Regions from separate parts of the Ovis aries genome. Here regions 1 and 3 are each linked to region 2. A link is a contact called in public Hi-C data. All regions are on one chromosome and are shown on one strand. The core of a region is the stretch at or near the end of the contact, and the rest is flanking DNA. Distances in the headings are between cores, read along the strand shown.

Region 1 (3,859 bases), core at 144-2,643, 250 kb after region 2:
TGTTTTCAAGGGCATTCTAAATCTCTTGTGACCTTTAAAAGACCTTTAAAAGAAGAAAAATCCCTTTCTTGAAAACTACTCCCATCCCAAATGGAGATGGTACAGCCCTACGGAAATGCCCTACTACTTTCCTTTTATTATCAGTGGAATCAAGCAAGTCCCCCAGAGGAAAAGACTAGGAAAAAAATTGAAGGACCAGCAGGGTGAGTGGCATATACAGAGAAGGATGAGGAGGACAATCTTACAGCAGCAAATCCATGGACGAAACAACCCACGGATGAGGGCATGTTCATCTGGGGATGTGCCATGCAGTGAGGCCAGGTCCACTTCTGTAAAGTCTATGTAAGTAACCAGAATATTCAGGTCACTTGTGCATCTAATTCCATGGCAACCTGGTACATCAGGATAACATGATATTTCCACTCACTGAACTAGTCCCTTCGTGAACATGAATGTATTCACCTCTTGTCTACTATTTCCTGAGTACAAGAATTGCATCTCCTGCTGTGGGACCATTACTCAGCTCAGTACCTGGCATGTAGATGGACCTCAATAAATACTTGTTGAATGAGTGAATAAAGCCAAGAGTGTATCAATAATTCTGATGATCAAGGTTCCATGAATTCTCTACCTTGACTTTTCGAAGCTTCAGAAAACAGGATGATTTGATCACCCTTGGCCACCGTACATTGATCTAAACTGTTACAGGTCTACAGCAGACACTAATGACAACCCGCCTAAATTATACCTACCTGTGGCAGAGTCAGTCACCTGAGTTAACAAACATCACCATATGCTTGCTATGTGACCTTGGGCAAGTTTCATAACCTCTCTCTTCAGCTTTTTTATCTGTAATAATGAACATAATACAACCTTTAGGATTTAGTGAAGACTAGATGAACTACTTGGAGAAGGCAATGGCACCTCACTCCAGTACTCTTGCCTGGAAAATCCCATGGACGGAGGAGCCTGGTAGGCTGCAGTCCATGGGGTCGCTAAGAGTCAGATACGACTGAGCAACTTCACTTTCACTTTTCACTTTCATGCATTGGAGAAGAAAATGGCAACCCACTCCAGCATTCTTGCCTGGAGAATCCCAGGGATGGGGAGCCTGGTGGGCTGCCGTCTATGGGGTCGCACAGAGTCGGACACGACTGAAGCGACTTAGCAGCAGCAGCAGCAGGTGAACTACTATAAGACATAAAAGCATTTAACAATAAGTGAGACATGGAGTGAGTCCTCAGTAAATGTCAGCCCTGTGTCTATTTCTCCTGCTCCCTTGCCGCTCCCTTCCTAATAATAAGGCTTTGAGTTTATTTACCCTGATAAGCATTTCTCTTCTCTCATTTCCATTTGTGGCAATCTGGGCAACAGCTTCTTTCTTTTCCAGTGCTGACCTACTGTTTGGTTGGAATCAGTCCCAGGGCTCTGGGCTCTAGAGATTGCTGTTAGACTATGAAGCATTATGGATCAGATCCAAGTGCTACAGCATCTAATGGCTCTGGCCATTAAAAAAAAAAAAATCCAAACTGTTTTAGCTATTTTATGGAGTACAGCAGATACCCAAAAGCTTATAACAGGGTTACCAAATACAGTGTTTTAAAACACAAAAATCATCCAAAAATTACTCATCTCCTCATAGACACAACTTGCTGTGTTGAATATTAAAACAGACATCTCGCTCTTGAGTTTAAAGTTTTCTCCCAAGTTCCCACAATTTTAATTTCAAACCAGTGAATGTTATTTAAACAGGGAAAGGCAGAATCTTTAACTTACTTCCACCCTGTGAGACTCTTTATCCAACTTTCCTCATATTCCTTTAGACCTACCTAAAATTTCCATATTTACAAAGTCTTAGAGTCCCAGAAACACTTGAATTTATTCTGTCATGTACATACACTAATAAGTCATCCCAAGACTTTAAAAAAATTTAAAGAAACACAGAGAAACATAGTCCTTCCCCTTTATAAATCTTGCTCCTCTCCAGCATTTAAGCATGTCTTCCCAGAGATCATTCAGGTCAGTTCAGTTGCTCAAACATGTCCCACTCTTGAGACCCCACAGACTGCAGCATGCCAGGCTTCCCTGTCCATCACCAACTCCCAAAGCTTGCTCAAACTCATGTCCATCGATTCAGTAATGCCATCCAATCATCTCATCCTCTGTCGCGTCCCCTTCTCATCTCACCTTCAATCTTTCCCAACATCAGGGTCTCTTCCAATGAGCCAGCTCTTCTCATCAGGTGGCCAAAGTATTGGAGTTTCAGCTTCAGCATCAGTCCTTCCAATGAATATTCAGGGTTGACTTCCTTTAGGATTGACTGGTTGGCTCTCCTTGCAGTCCAAGGGACTCTCAAGAGTTTTCTCCAACACCATAGTTCAAATGCATCAATTCTTTGGCACTTAGCTTTATTTATAGTCCAACTCTCACTTCCATACATGACTACTGTAAAAACCATAGCTTTGACTAGACAGTTTGTTGGCAAAGTAATGTCTCTGCTTGTTAATATGCTGTCTAGGTTGGTCATAGCTTTTCTTTCAAGGAGCAAGCATCTTTTAATTTCATGGCTGCACTTACCATCTCCAGTGATTCTGGAGCCCAAGAAAATAAAGTCTCTCACTGTTTCCATTGTTTCGCCATCATTTTGCCATGAAGTGATGGAACCGGATGCCATGACCTTAGTTTCCTGAATGTTGAGCTTTAAGCCAACTTTTCACTCTCCTCTTTCACTTTCATCAAGAGGCTCTTTAATTCTTCTTCATTGCCTGCCATAAAGGTGGTATCATCTGCATATCTGAGGTTATTGATATTTCTCCCGGCAATCTTGATTCCAGCTTGTGCTTCTTCCAGCCCAGAGTTTCTCATGATGTACTGTGGCTTCCCCGGTGGCTCAGAGAGTAAAGACTCTGCCTGCAATGCAGGAGACCTGGGTTTGACTCCTGGGTTGGGAAGATCCCCTGGAGAAGGAAATGGCAACCCACTCCAGCATTCTTGCCTGGAAAATCCCAAGGGCAGAGGAGCCTGGTGGGCTACAGTACATGGGGTCACAAAGAGTTGAACACGACTGAGCGACTAACACACAAACATTTTGCATATAAGTTAAATAAGCAGGGTGACAATATACAGCCTTGATGTACTCCTTTCCCTATTTGGAACCAGTCTGTTGTTCCATGTCAGTTCTAACTGTTGCTTCTTGACCCACATACAGGTTTCTCAGGAGGCAGGTAAGGTGGTCTGGTATTCCCATCTCTTTATGAATTTTCCACAGTTTGTTGTGATTCACATAGTCAAAGGCTTTATCATAGTCAATAAAGCAGAAGTAGATGTTTTTCACTGGGGCAGAGCTATTGAGTTGCTACCTGAATGATCTCCTGGCAATTAGACATGTCTTTAAAGCATGACATTCATTACTTCTTCATCCTGCCTTACAACCCTGAACAATGAATGCCCTTCTTGATAAAGGCAATGTTTCTACAATCCTGGTTAGATTCCAACCTCACCCTTTAAGTGGAGATCCATCTGGGTACCTTATAAATGTTGTTTAGAAAAATAAATCATGTTCTTGTTTCGTGACCTGGGAAGTGTCAAGAATGGCTGGAGTGTTTTCTTCAGGTATCCTTGACGTAAAGATTACATCTTTTGCAAGAGCCACCCAGTTAGAATTATAGTTGATAGGATTAGCTAAGCATACTACACCCCAAAGACAAGTAGCAGCTGGATTACTGTACCACAGCTCACCTATTTGTAAGAAGTGATCACAGAGTTTCATATTCACAGAAGGCTCAAAATCCTAAGAAACTCACACACCACTCATGTTGTTTTTATCCAGTCGCTAAATTGTCTGACTCTTTGTGCCCTG
Region 2 (3,809 bases), core at 19-2,518:
TAGCTGTGGCATGTGAGATCCAGTTCCCTGACCACGGATTGAACCTGGGCCCGCTGCACTGGGAGTGTGGAGTCTTAGCCACTGGACCACCCGGTAAGTCCTGAGGATGTTATTTTAAATAGTGGTTGAGGAAGGCCACTCGGATGAAGTAACATGAGAGCAGAGATGAAAATAAAGCATGAATTCAGTTAATGTGGATATAGAAGGGGGGTGGGGTAGTGGTAGGAAAAGCATTTCAGGCAGAGGGAATAGCAAGTACAGGACTCAAGGCAGAGCCTTCTTGGTGTCTTAGAGGAAGTGATAGGAGGCCAGTGTGATTGGAGTGAGGTGAATGAGGGGGGGATGAGCTCAGAGAGGCGGCGATGGGCAAAATTTTGTAGGGCCTCGTGGGGCCATGGAAAGGATTATAATTTTCATTTAGAATAAGGCTAGAATCCACTGAAGGGTAGAGACCGGAAGACTGCAATAATCTGCCTTGTATTTTAACAAGATCTCTCCCATAGCCACGTGTAGGATAGAGTACAGGGAGGCCAGAATAAAAGCAGAAAGACCTGATAAGAGCATTTTACAATAATCCAGGTGACATAAGTTTCCCAGGGTGACAAGAGGGGACGTGTTAAGAGTTTTTAGGTTTTGCATATATTTTAAGCTGCAAGGTAAAATGTGAAGGAAATAGTCAGGGATGATGCCAAGAACTTTTGACCTGAGGAACTGGAAGGATGAAGTTTCCATTTATCGAGATGGCAAAGACGATAGAAGGAACAGATTGGGTGGGAATAATCAAGATTTTAAAAAAATTATGTTATGTGCAAGATACCTGCTAAACCCGTAAGTGGAAATTTCAGGTAGCCTGTTATAGGACATAACTGCTTTGGAATTCAATGGGAACATCATGGTAGGGGTGGGTATTGGGGAGTTATCTGAAGTAGATGATATTTAAAGCCCTGAAATGAGGTAGGAAAGCTTAGAGAAAAGGGAGAAGAGAACAGTTCAAGGACGGAGTTCTGAAGTACACCATGTTCAAAGTTTGGGAAGATGAAGAAGAGTCAGCACAGAGGACTTAAAAGCAGTGACCGTGAGACAGGAAGTGAAGCAAGAGTGGCCTCCCAGGAGCCAAGTGAAGAAAGCCTTCCAATAAGGAGGAAATGAGCAACTGTGTGAAATATCACTGACATATTGAGCAAGATGAAGACTAAGACACGACCCAGATTCAGCAATGTGGGAGTCACTGTTGTCCTGGATGAGAACAGTGTGAGGCCTGGTAAGTATGAAAGCTTGTGAGGAGCGAGTCAACAGAGAATGGGAGAGGCCCAAATGGTACCTTCCTTATCCTGGGACCCCATAACACTGCATTCTCTCATAACATTTTTTCACAGTTACAATTATTAGCTTATATTTCTATCTCTGCAACTACTCAGTGAGCAATCTGAATGCTGAGCCATGTTCATCATCCTCTACACAACCCAGCAAGAGGTACTCATTAACTATTTGTCAAAAGAATGTGAAACTGTAATCTAAGAAAGCTTTCATATAGATGAATATGAGACCCATTTAGACTGGGCTTTCCTGGTTGCTGAGTGGGTAAAGAATCCACGTGCAATGCAGGAGATTCAGGAGATGTGGGTTCGATCCCTAGGTCGGGAAGATCCCCTATAGGAGGGCACAGCAACCCACTCCAGTATTCTTGCCTGGAGAATCCCATGGAGAGGAGCCTAGTGGGCTACAGTCCATGGGGTCACAAAGAGTTGGACATGACTGAAGTGACTGATCATGCAAGCATGCCATTTAGACCAGAAAAAGTAACACTAATAAATGGGATTTTAAAAGGAAAGGTGATGGATGCTGTATATTATACATGGTGTTGTGACACTGTAGATATTTGGGTTTATTCCCTGAATATTTTTTACTATTTTTGTGTTTACATTATACATAAATTATTCTCCATAGTGTATGGTGAGATCCCTCAACTAATTCAATTTTGTTAAAGAGTAGAGTGAAGATCTATAGAAATTAGGAGCTTTATCCTCTTCCTGTAAAGTTTATGTACTTGTAAGAGTAAGTAAAATGTCTCTTACCTCCTTTCAAATTTTCAAAGTTACCAACTCACCATTGTTGTAGGAAGTCTCCAAAAATGCCTAGTTCCTTATTTTCTCTCTTTAAGATTACATTAAAAAAAAATAAGAATCACTAAAGTGAGTTACTTTGGGGTCTGAATAACACTGAGTTTGTTATTTCTCTTTTTGTTGGAATAATTATCTGAACATTGAGTTCTTAGAGCCATAACAACTATTAAGGTCCAGAAGCACAAATTATTACATGATGATTCAAGTGACTTTCTGATTATACTGCTTAATAAAATTAACACTGGAATCTGAAACACTGTGTCCAGAAGTCAAATGGTGACTTTCCAAGGGCCCATTAAAAAAAAATAGATTCATTTTAGAGCATAAAATTTTGCAATCTTTATATTTCCAAGTGAGAGCTAGTTAGTACAGTTAGTTACTACAAATTAGTGATTCAGTTACATTTTATTTATTCAATATGTGGGGAGAAGTTTTAAAAAGTGTTAAGTGAGTCATTTCATAAGACCAAAGCCAAGCAAAATTAGAGCAGCCCCTGGTTGAAGCTATTTTTATCACAATGAGAAGGTTTCTCACTGCACCCTAGGTACACAGGTGTGGTCAAACTTCAGCATGGAAAGTAAGAAGTCATGAATTCTAAGGCAATGATTACGAATGCTTTGAATATGTAATGCCACAGACACATTTGCTATAAGAAGCCAAAAACATGTGACAGAGGAAATTAGGTAGAAACAGTTGAAAAAATTTCCCCTTTATATTCCACTTATCAATGGCTCAAAGACCCAAATTCCGACTTTACATAAAGGCTTTCTTTTTTCTATTTTATAGAGAAATAACTTTATGAAAAACTGTTCTTACGAATTACTCTTTTGTGTCTATCTAGCTCCTTATTTTCTGGGTTGTGGATTTAATAGGCTATAATGCTATTTAAACACCACAGATACTTAATGCAGCATGAAAACCCCTTAAGCTACAGGTAATTGAAAAAAAAAAAAAAAGTCTCAGTGCCCTGGTCACAAAGTGAAAGATCTTCTTGACATGAACCTCAAAAGTAAAACAAAATTACGTTTCCCTTAGGTTTCTGTGTGTCCCTTGATCAGTAACCATGGTCTCCCGTGATTTCATTCACGTACCTCTTAGGGATTCTGTTCCAGCCAGCTAGCTAACTCTCAGCTCTAGGTGCTCTGGAAACTCAGCTCTGGAAAATAGCAGGAGCTAAATCAATGATAAAGCCAGGAGGTTGCAACCATAAATGTCTTTTGAACACTCAAAATAATTACCGTATGCACTTCAGGGAGCAAGTTCCTGGTACTCTTGGTGCCAGTGTAACGGGCTGTTCAACCAGGAGTCCTTGATCTAAAGAGAGTCATGTGCTAAGTCGCTTCAGTCATGTCTGACTAAAGAGAGTACCTGTCAATAATGCAATAATAGCCAGTGCCCATTATCGTCATCATCAATTTAGATAAACTAATACAAATCACCAGAGACGTTTAAAATCAGTATCTAATAATTATACAGATATTATAGAATATAATAGAATTTGAAAAATATATAAAAGAATAAAATATGATGGTCTCAGCATGCAGTGGGGAATGCGTAACCATGATGAAGTAGGCCTCTATCTTTACATTTCTTGTTTTTATCCTTATTAAAGGGTCAAGAGAAAGTGTATGAAAGTTTATGCTAGCAGACTAGAATCTTATGCTTTCTTTATTAAGAGGGAGAAGA
Region 3 (3,922 bases), core at 1,056-3,555, 210 kb before region 2:
CATAGTCAATAAAGCAGAAGTAGATGTTTTTCTGGAACTCTCTTGCTTTTTCCATGATCCTGTGGATGTTGGCAATTTGATCTCTGGTCAAATAGACAAGATGTTTTAGCGAGGCTTGAAAACATCAGTTCTCTTTTCAAGGGAAAGACAAATATGTCTAATGATTTTCTCCAGGGTCGTCACGTAGCTGTACCCAGGGAGAAAACGTTCACAATGTCTATCTACTTCATATTTGTCATCCATCCCTAAATCCCCAGCAGAATGCCTGGCATGAAGCAGCTAATCAATGAAGGGATGGACTTGAATTGGGGGATGGTACATATTGAGTAAATGATCCCCACACTACTCTCCTGATATTTACCAATCACATTCCCAGAAACCAGGCAACTGCAACACACACACACACACACACACACACACACACACACACACACACACAATATTTAACGTGTATTGAGCAATCACTGTATGCCAGACTTCATTAATAATCAAATACATCACTTTACTTTTTCCTCAAAGTCACTTTATGACTCGCATTATCTCCATCCTACAACTAAAAGAAACGGAAAGGCAGAAATTCAGTGACTTGCCAAGGTCTCATGTACGCATTTAGTTACACATCCAGTAAGATGCAGAGCTGGGACTGGAACCCCAATGATGGCTTCTTAGGTGGCATTAGTGGTGAAGAACCCGCCTGCCAATTCAGGAGACGTAAGAGATGTGGGTTCTGTCCCTGGGTCAGGAAGATCCCCTGGAGGAGGGTACAGCAACCCACTCCAGTATTCTTGCCTGGAGAACCCCATGGACAGAGAAGTCTGGCAGGCTACGGTCCATAAGATCGCAAAGAGGCAGACTTGACTGGAGCAACTAAGCACGCATACATGATAGACCTAGAAGATTAGCAATTTTCAGAAGTGCCTAACCTCCTCTGTACCCTGAAACCCTGGAAGACTGGTGTGGAGGATTAAATTCACGGTAGCAAGAAGAACTAGAACAACCCCAGTTCAGCGCTTAGTGTTGGATCAGGTAATCGTGTGGGGCGTGTCCAGTGCACTGTTGCATGTTCAGAAACCTCTCTGGCCTCTACTCACTAGATACCTGATATCTCAAGTTATGAGTTAAAATGATCTTCAGTTTTGCTAGATGTCCCCTGTGGGTGAGGAAGGATCACCCCCATTGAGATCATTGGCTTAATGGACTCTAGCTCACCATCCCCTGCTGCTGCTGCTGCTGCTAAGTCGCTTCAGTCGTGTCCAACTCTGTACGACCCCATAGACAACAGCCCACCAGGCTCCCCCGTCCCTGGGATTCTCCAGGCAAGAACACTGGAATGGGTTGCCATTTCCTTCTCCAATGCACGAAAGTGAAAAGTGAAGTCGCTCAGTCATGTCCAGCTCTTCACAACCCCATGGACTGCAGCCCACCAGTCTCCTCCGCCCATGGGATTTTCCAGGCAAGAGTACTGGACTGGGGTGCCATTGCCTTCTCTGCACCATCCCCTAATGAAGCATTTTATCTAAACCCAGTGTAATTATGGTATCACTTCACACAATTATTTACACAAGTTCCTCAAACACTTTTATTCGGCATTTCCCCGGGGACTGTGTATGCAGCTGCCCTAAAGAAGAGTTTGTTTGTTTGTTGTTTTTTTTTTCTGAAGTGGCTAGAGCTAAAAGGAGAGGTGAAGTTAGTAAAATGAAGAAGTGGACATGGGTGAATTTCCATTGACCTCTTTCCATGGTCTTTGTACTTAGCTGAGGCCAGGCTGCCTGGGGCACTTGTACTTCCCTTGATGTGAAACGACTCACAGGAGGGCCCTGGTGGTGTCCGAACTTCTCCCACTGTTCCCAGAAACCCTTTGAGGCTGATGAATCAAGGATGGAAGTCACTGTTGTCTGCTGTTGGGTTTTTGCATATTCGGTTCCCTCTGCCTGGAATTCCCCCACCTCCACCTCATTCTCATCACTTGCAATCATAACTCCAAGGTCTATTTCCTCGGTAAACATTACCATCAGAAATCACCATATTTGCTTATTGGCTTATCTGCCGCCTGTCCATCTGCGCCACTCCCCACCCACCACTAGGACGTAAGCTTCATGGATAGGGGACCCATTACTATCTCTAGTTCCTAGGAAAAAAAACCAAACAGGGCCAATACATATCAGGTATTCCATACGTGGATGCTGAATGAAGTAACTAACTCTAGAAGCTACCTTGTACTATTCAACCTTCTTGCAAGCCTTTTTCTAAACTATAAACAGTTCAGGAAATGATCTTTATGGGGCAATAATGATCATGAATCAAAAAGAGTCTTAACAGTTGAGTCATGGGATGTGATATTGTTGTGTGATTAGAGGGCGTGGTTTAGGCATCCCAATGACTTCAGAAAACACAGATAAACTCTCGCTAATCTGCCAAGAGCTTCTGATCCCAGTGTGGAACCCTAGTCCCCACATGACTCAGCCACCATGTGCTAGCACCAGGCCCACACTCCACCCCTGTTGTTCCTTCCTGTGTGAACGGCCTTAGAATTTGCCCCGACTGACTCCATGCTCAGCACTTCATTGCTTTGTCCTCTCTTCTTTCCCATTCATGAATTCTCTTGGAGAACGGAATATTTCATGTGGGATAAAGAGAAACACGTATGTAATAGAAAAACAAAACTGTGAAAAGAAAAAAAAAATGTTTTAAATCAACCTATTAAAAGACTATAGGTTGATTCATCAGCAGGAAACACATGGAAACAATTATCCCCAAATTCAAGTTATGAAACCTGAAACTGTCTTCAATATTTTGTTCACAATTATGTATTTGGCCTTCAGGAATTCATGGTAATTGTCTGTTCAGATACCAAGGAAAACATCTAATGGGTTGATTAAAAGACTTATAAATGATCTGCTTTTTTTCTGAAGTAATATTGGAGAAACAAGACGCAGACCTTCTAAAAGGAGGCTTAAGTTGATGCTTCTGCAGCTGGGAAAATTGAAAACCAAGCTTGTTTTATATCTAAGATCTCGAGTGAGGTTAGTAGGGAAGTAGTAGCAGGGAGCAGTTTGCTGTTCTGACCTTGGCCTTCCTTGCCTATTCTAGGTATGGCTGCCACTGTGCAGAAGCTCAGGTCACCTCAGGCAGGCAGAGACTAAATGTTACCTCAATACTTTTCTTTCTAGCTTTGATTTCTAGTTTGCTATTCCCCTCCGGGCATAATGACCATAATGATACCATATGGATAGAGTTGACCTAGTTAACCAGTGACTCTACAAACTATCCCCAAAGGTCACACAGTAACTGTAAGCAAAATCTTTTCACATTAGTTAGTACATCACCTTTCATGCATTGGAGAAGGAAATGGCACCCCACTCCAGTGTTCTTGCCTGGAGAATCCCAGGGACAGGAGCCTGGTGGGCTGCCGTCTATGGGGTCACACAGAGTCGGACACGACTGATGTGATTTAGCAGCAGCAGCAGCAGTACATCACCAGAGCAACAGAATTTCAAACCTCCATGAAACTTCCATGCAGGAATGGTAAAGGAGTAATAGCTTTGCTCTGCAGTTTCCTGGTCAGACAACGACCATACAGTACTTGTTACATTTGGATACTTTCTATGTCTCTCTCTCTCTGTTTTTCTCTCTCATAAAATGAGTAACTCTCATCTCTAAGGTCCTTGGATTCCTTTGCAATCATGAGCTCTTTGCACACAGGCTTTGGGCTCTCTGCTTGAATTCCTCCACCTGGACAGAAAAGAGCAAGAAACTGTCAGCCCATGTTTGTAAAGTAAGCTAGCCTATCTAAGAGAATAAAAGAAGCTGTAAACTTAGACAAAACAGGATCTATCTGGTAACTCTGCTATGCCAAATATTGTTGATAGTACACTCTTTTAAATATAAACATTTTCAGTCACCAAAACTCAAAGGTCTTACC

The links. Hi-C and Micro-C count contacts between places; a contact is called where the count stands out from the background.
Region 1: a contact with region 2 is called in a Hi-C map of tail adipose tissue, with 3 times the contacts expected there. The contact joins two enhancer-like sites. A contact is called at or near these places in 3 of 16 Hi-C or Micro-C datasets (omental adipose tissue, skin fibroblasts and tail adipose tissue).
Region 3: a contact with region 2 is called in a Hi-C map of tail adipose tissue, with 3 times the contacts expected there. The contact joins two enhancer-like sites. A contact is called at or near these places in 2 of 16 Hi-C or Micro-C datasets (skin fibroblasts and tail adipose tissue).

The regions. Positions count from the first base shown.
Region 1 is chr3:128,931,233-128,935,091 of ARS-UI_Ramb_v3.0, forward strand. No RefSeq gene overlaps it. Among named protein-coding and RNA genes, the nearest start is that of PLEKHG7, 150 kb to the right of the region's middle. Within about 2 kb of position 1,394, at least 11 of the 54 cell types and tissues checked have an H3K27ac peak or open chromatin away from gene starts, as enhancers often do. A contact at or near this core is called in tail adipose tissue, where this site is marked.
Region 2 is chr3:128,685,598-128,689,406 of ARS-UI_Ramb_v3.0, forward strand. No RefSeq gene overlaps it. Among named protein-coding and RNA genes, the nearest start is that of BTG1, 150 kb to the left of the region's middle. Within about 2 kb of position 1,269, at least 6 of the 54 cell types and tissues checked have an H3K27ac peak or open chromatin away from gene starts, as enhancers often do. A contact at or near this core is called in tail adipose tissue, where this site is marked.
Region 3 is chr3:128,475,471-128,479,392 of ARS-UI_Ramb_v3.0, forward strand. It overlaps LOC121819090 (a long non-coding RNA gene), which reads right to left. Exons shown (of 5, transcript XR_009600206.1): 4 at 1-3,922. Among named protein-coding and RNA genes, the nearest start is that of BTG1, 61 kb to the right of the region's middle. Within about 2 kb of position 2,306, at least 13 of the 54 cell types and tissues checked have an H3K27ac peak or open chromatin away from gene starts, as enhancers often do. A contact at or near this core is called in tail adipose tissue, where this site is marked.